Regions from separate parts of the Ovis aries genome. Here region 2 is linked to region 1. The links are chromatin contacts, called in public Hi-C maps. All regions are on one chromosome and are shown on one strand. The core of a region is the stretch at or near the end of the contact, and the rest is flanking DNA. Distances in the headings are between cores, read along the strand shown.

Region 1 (2,757 bases), core at 34-2,533:
AATTTGAAGACCCAAGACCTCTGATGCCAAGTCTGGCTCTCATTTTACCACACTGTGATTATTTTTATTATAGTTGAATGTGGAAGGGTAGAAGCCACTCCGGCAGTCATTGGGTCCTCCCCAGAGGATAAGCATGGCTTTGAAACCATTTCACTCAGATTGGGACTTGAACCCATGTCCTGGGACTCAAACCCAGCCAAAACTCACGGTCTTCCAACTGAGATCACAGGTTTCAGGACCTAATGAAGCCCAGGTTCCTGATATCTCATTGCAGAAAGAATTCAGTGAGAGAAAGAGTGATAGGTAAGAAGTGGATTTATTCAGTGAAAAACACACTCCACAGACAGAAGGTGGGCCACCACAGAGGACGAGTGCAGCGCCAAAATGTGGTGTCATTAGCTTTTATGGACTGGGAAATTTCATAGGCTAATGAGTGGCGGAACTATTCCAACTATTGTGGGGGAAAGGTTGGGATTTCCAGGTGTTTGGCCACTGTCCAATTTTCTCTGATGGAACTGTCGTGGCAGCTCTAACCCTGTCATTTAGCTTGCCGACATGTTACAATGAGCTTATGCCGAGTGTCAAGGTTTAGTCAGTTTGACTTGTCTGTCATTTTGGACCCATTTGGTTCTGTTCAGTTTAATGCTGTGCCCTTGGGCTATGTCGTTCTTTCAAAGGTTTTGTCCTGTCCCTTTTCCTCCTATTTCAATTTCATGGCCATAGTAGAGAACCAACCAGTTGGAATGAATGGCATTTTCACCACTTTATCTTCAGCACTACACAACCTAGTACCTGACATGTATTTATTGCATATTCTAAAGTCATTGGATTGATTTTTGAAAATTTTTAATAGTTTTACTGAGATATAGTTCACATACATTTTACCCATTTAAAATGTACAGTTCAATGGCTTTTAATATGTTCAGAGTGCAAGCACCACCACAATCTAATTTTAGAACATTTTCATTACCCCAGAAAGAAACTAGTGCCCGTTAGTAATTACTCCCCATTCCCTCCTCCCCTCCTTGGATTGATATGTTTAAAAGAATCATAACTGAGTTGAAGGTAAAAAACACCTTGCAAAGCCCTCATGGGAATAGGATCTTTACACAGATAAAACAAGCAAGTGAAGTCAAGGAAAGAGGTTTCCTGCACACAGCCGTTCAGCCCTGGTTTCCTAGTAGAATCTGAGCCGGAGTTCACCAAAGTCCTACTATGGCCAGTATGTGAGTTGCAGTCACAGCCTTGAATCTGTGGCAAAAGCAGATGGCACTTCCAGCAGGCATTCCCCAGAGGAGCAATTTTCCACGAGGACTGTGCATGGCAACTAGCCATCCTGGGATTTCTGGCACGGTTCAGTTTCACGTCTTTTGTTCCAAAGTCCTTAGAATGGCACTTGTCCTGGTTGGGTAATGAACCTTGTTTTTGTATATGGAAAATGCAGTTACTACAGGCACGTGGAAAGTGCCTTTTATTGCTTCCTGCTGGCAGATCAAAAGCAGAGGGGTTGGACCACCCCAGGGAAGCCTGTTTTATTCAGAGAAAGGGAGGGGCCTCGGGGCTCAGCAGTCTTTTGCTATTCTGTGCAGGTCAGGAAACCCAGGGAGGCTGCTGATAGACCCAACCGAAGCTACAGCAGGGCTGTGTCCTGAGAATCGGGCCCCGGAAAAGGCAAAGCAAATTGTAACAGGAAAGAAAAAAAGCAGAGACAGAATTGCTGTTTTGTTGCACAAAGGAAGGAGGTGACCCAAGGCTTCTTGTGACACAGGAAGAAGCATATTTGGAGAAGTGAGAGCCGCTTCCTACAGATCCCTTCAGATTAGAAGCCAATTATGGATTGCCCCGAGGAGGGCACGGCAATCCACTCCAGTATTCTTGCCTGGAGAATCGCAAGGACAGAGGAGCCTGGTGGGCTACAGTCCATAGGGTCGCAAAGACTCAGACGGGACTGAGCCTCTAAGCGTAGCCTCAGTTTGCCCCGGGACAAACAAGAAGCTCTTTTGTGGTTCTGGTTCTTTCCACACCTGGGTGAGGTCACTTGTGTAAAGGCCTTCATAAGCATGTTGAAACCAAGCCCAAAGCCTATTTGTTTTCTAGGATCAGCCTATTAAGACCTGCCTTCCCATCCTCCGGTCCTCCCACCCTCCCAGCTGGTCCGGCAGGTCCCTAATGGTTAATTAAATCTTGAGCTAGGACTCAAGAGTCAGTCTCATCCCACTTCCCTCATCAGCTCTGAAGCCAAGGGCACATCACTTACCCCCTCCGATCTCTGCTTTCTCAAAAGAGTAGAGAAGATTGACAGAATTATCTTATCCAGACAGACTGATTGCTTTGCCTTGAGGTGATTCAACTATCGGATTCCACATTTAAAAACCTTGAAAATATTTGGATTCCTCAGTGCAGGAAAATCTTCATGATTCTACACATTTCATTCGTTAATTCACTCAAACACGTATTAAGCACCACTATATGTCAGCCATGCTAAGCAACAAAGTGATAACTTCTACTCATTGACTCCCTACTATGTGTCGCAAGTTGTCAGATACTTTAGATTGATCATCCCGTTTAATCTTCCCCACAACTCTATGAGTTAATACTTTCATCATTAGGCTAAAAGGAGCCCATAGTAGTTCAGATGGTAAAGAATCTGCCTGCAATGCAGAAGACATGGGTTTGATCCCTGGGTCAGGAAGATCCCCTGGAGAAGGGAATGGCAACCCACCTCAGTATTTTTACCTGGAAAATTCCATGGACAGG
Region 2 (2,992 bases), core at 74-2,573, 220 kb before region 1:
GCTCCACCTATCCACTGCAGAGTGGCAACCACCAGGACCGCCACTGTGAGGCATATTTGTACTCCCACCCACCACACCTGGTAAGGAATCCGCCTGCAATGCAGGAGACCTGGGTTTGACCCCTGGGTTGGAAAGATCCCCTGGAGAAGGGAAAGGCTACCCACTTCAGTATTCTGGCCTGGAGAATTCCATGAACTGTATAGTCCACGGAGCCAGGCACGACTTTCACTTTCACTTTCACTTCACTTTCACTCCTCTATAGGAAGAGAAAAGAGGAGTGTGGGGAGATGATGTGAGCGTGTATGTGTGTGTGTGTGTGTATAATCTGGCACAACTATTCAAAACGATAACTCTGGCATGGTCTGCACTATCACCGTCCAACAGAATTTTCTGTGATGAAGGAAATGTTCTCTCCCTGCACTGTCCTTCACCACATGTAACTAGTGAGCACTTGAGACTGAGGATCTGAATTTTAAATTTAATTTTAATTAATTTAAATTAATGGTCTCATGTGGCCTGTAGCTATTATCTAGGACAGTGCTATAAGAGCGTTAACCTTAAAATGCCAGAACAGAACCATTGTCGATGGAGTTGGGACATGTCTATGACAGAGAATAACACCAGCTTCGATCAGAGGGTAATTATTACTACATAAGAGAAAAGGTATCACACCAGTTAAGCTAAACCTTTTATCAATATGTATTGCGTTGGCCAAAGAATTTTGTTCAGGTTTTTGTAATAACATCTTATGGAAAACCTTGAACAAAGTTTTTGGCCAACCCAATATTTCTCCATTTAATGTGATTCCAGGATGCCAAACTAATGCTTAATAAGAGATCACATGTTAGTCTAATGCCCAAGTCATACAGTGGTGAGGTTGCTTTACTGGGCCTTCGCCTCTGCAGGAAGGGCTGGCATTCTGCAATGACTTTAATGCATGCTGGCCATAGGGAGGAGGAGGCCTGAAGGGTGGCCCTTGGAGAGTCACAGTCTACAAGCCTGAAGTTAATTGAAATAGAAAATTCATAATGAACCTAAATCTTTCACTTTCTCTCATGGTATTTTCGAGGGAGGACATGAAAGGAGGCCAGTTATTTCCAGCCAAGTGCTAGCTCTCCTCCTAAGTTTGCTTCACTTTTCTCCCTTGGGCTGTTTTCTCTCTTGCCCAAGCCCATTTAGTCAACATTCAGTCATGAGCTGAGCCTCCTGTCTGAGCCTAGCGTGTCCCAAGGGTCCTGTGCTCAGGAGCCACGCTGCACCCTCTGTGGTGCGAGCGCCTTCCTGATGACGCAGTGCTGGCTCATATCCTTTCACATGGGACCTTGGTTTAGCTGCTTCAACTGCTGCAGGATACAGGCGGCGTGGCACTTGCTGTCTTCCAGCAGCCCCATGCTCCACAGATGTTTCACATTCTTTGGGACCAAGATCCTTGAACACACTTTTCAGAGCCATTTCCCCCCCTGCCAGATCCACTTCCTTCAGCAATGACTTACATGTAAAAAACATCAGGGCTTTTAACCAGATAGGAACACTCAGATATGTTATAAACAAAGTCTCCGGGGTTCTTCTGGGCCAGTAAGAGCAAGGACATCTCTTTGCAAAATGATCCATATTCCTCTGAGCCTATTGTACATTGTAAGAGAGGCCCTACAAAATAAGTTTAGATTTTATATTTCATTTATCTAATTGAAATAAACTGTAATTAAAAAACAAAACGTGGTTAAGATTCTACACTTCCACTGCAGGGGGTTTGGGCTTCATCTCCAGTCAGGGAACTAAGATCCCACATGCCTTGTGATGAGACCAAAAAATAAAAAAATTAAAAGCTTATGCAAAAAACAAAGTCCTCCCCTTCCCACAACCAATTTTATTCAAAGCAAGAGAAAGAACCTAGACTGAATCTAGTTTCAAAACTCAGTCTCCATGGAGTCCTTATCAGGGGAAGGGCAACCTCAGGTCTTAAGCAAGTTAACCTCAGCTATGCTATTCCTCCCTTACCCTATCCCCACCCCAACCCGTGCCCACAGCAGAGCAGTGATTCAGGTACACATGCCTGAAATTACTTAATGCCCCAAAGGGAAAAGTAACCACAAACGTATCAGACACATAGCACTGGAGGGCAGGAATTGAAAACAAATGTGAGAATATGAAACCTGTCCAACTTCCTCTTCCCAGATGTTGGGAGATTAGAAAAAAAAAAAAAATCCCTTTCTTACATTCTGGAATAAAAAAGACCAGACCCATAAAGCCCACAGTGAAGGAATGGATGGATTATTAAATCCAAACCCTGAGCCAAAAAGAGACAATAGTTTAACATCCTATTTTCAGAAGGAAACAGATGCTGGAAGCAGCTGCTCTCCTAGGACTCTCAGAACTTGAAAGATTTGTACTTCCTTCTTGTAAACGCAGCCGTGTCTCCCGGAGTTTCTAGAGCTCCTTCCTGCCTTCTGCCCCAGTTGTTTTCCTTGTAACCAGATTCAGTCTGACTTGAGAGCAGCCTTCTGCCAGGATGTGAGGAGGGGGAGGGGAGATGATCACCTCTTTGGGCATTTTTTTTTAGAGTACATATGGACAAACACAATTATGTTACCACATATGATAGACAAAACAAGACAACTGGTTGTACAACTTTTTTTTTTTTTTTTTTTGGCCACACAGCAAGCAGGCCAACAACTGAAACCATGCCTCCTGAAGTACACAGAGTCTTACAGGACCACAAGGGAAGTTTCAAAACAAGACAACTGGAAACAACCTACATATCCAGAAACAAGTTACAACTTTATGGTACAACTGTTACCCCCAAACTGGTTTTGCCTCTTGTTGGATGTCAAAACAATAGTTACAAACAAGCCAAAGATCAGGAGGAGGAAAGATTTATTATTACTTGCAGCAAGTAAGGAGAACATTGAGAATATTTCCCAAAGCAGCATTTCCCCACTAGCAAAACTGGGGAAGTTTTAAGTGAAGAATACATACATATGTATGAAGGGGC

What was found. A called contact is a pair of places that touch in the nucleus more often than the background predicts.
Region 2: a Hi-C map of tail adipose tissue shows a contact between it and region 1, with 7 times the contacts expected there. The contact joins two enhancer-like sites. A contact is called at or near these places in 9 of 16 Hi-C or Micro-C datasets (hypothalamus, liver, mesenteric adipose tissue and 5 more).

Annotation. Positions count from the first base shown.
Region 1 is chr1:119,792,532-119,795,288 of ARS-UI_Ramb_v3.0, reverse strand. No RefSeq gene overlaps it. Among named protein-coding and RNA genes, the nearest start is that of RCSD1, 31 kb to the left of the region's middle. Within about 2 kb of position 1,283, at least 9 of the 54 cell types and tissues checked have an H3K27ac peak or open chromatin away from gene starts, as enhancers often do. A contact at or near this core is called in tail adipose tissue, where this site is marked.
Region 2 is chr1:120,012,777-120,015,768 of ARS-UI_Ramb_v3.0, reverse strand. No RefSeq gene overlaps it. Among named protein-coding and RNA genes, the nearest start is that of ADCY10, 98 kb to the left of the region's middle. Within about 2 kb of position 1,323, at least 15 of the 54 cell types and tissues checked have an H3K27ac peak or open chromatin away from gene starts, as enhancers often do. A contact at or near this core is called in tail adipose tissue, where this site is marked.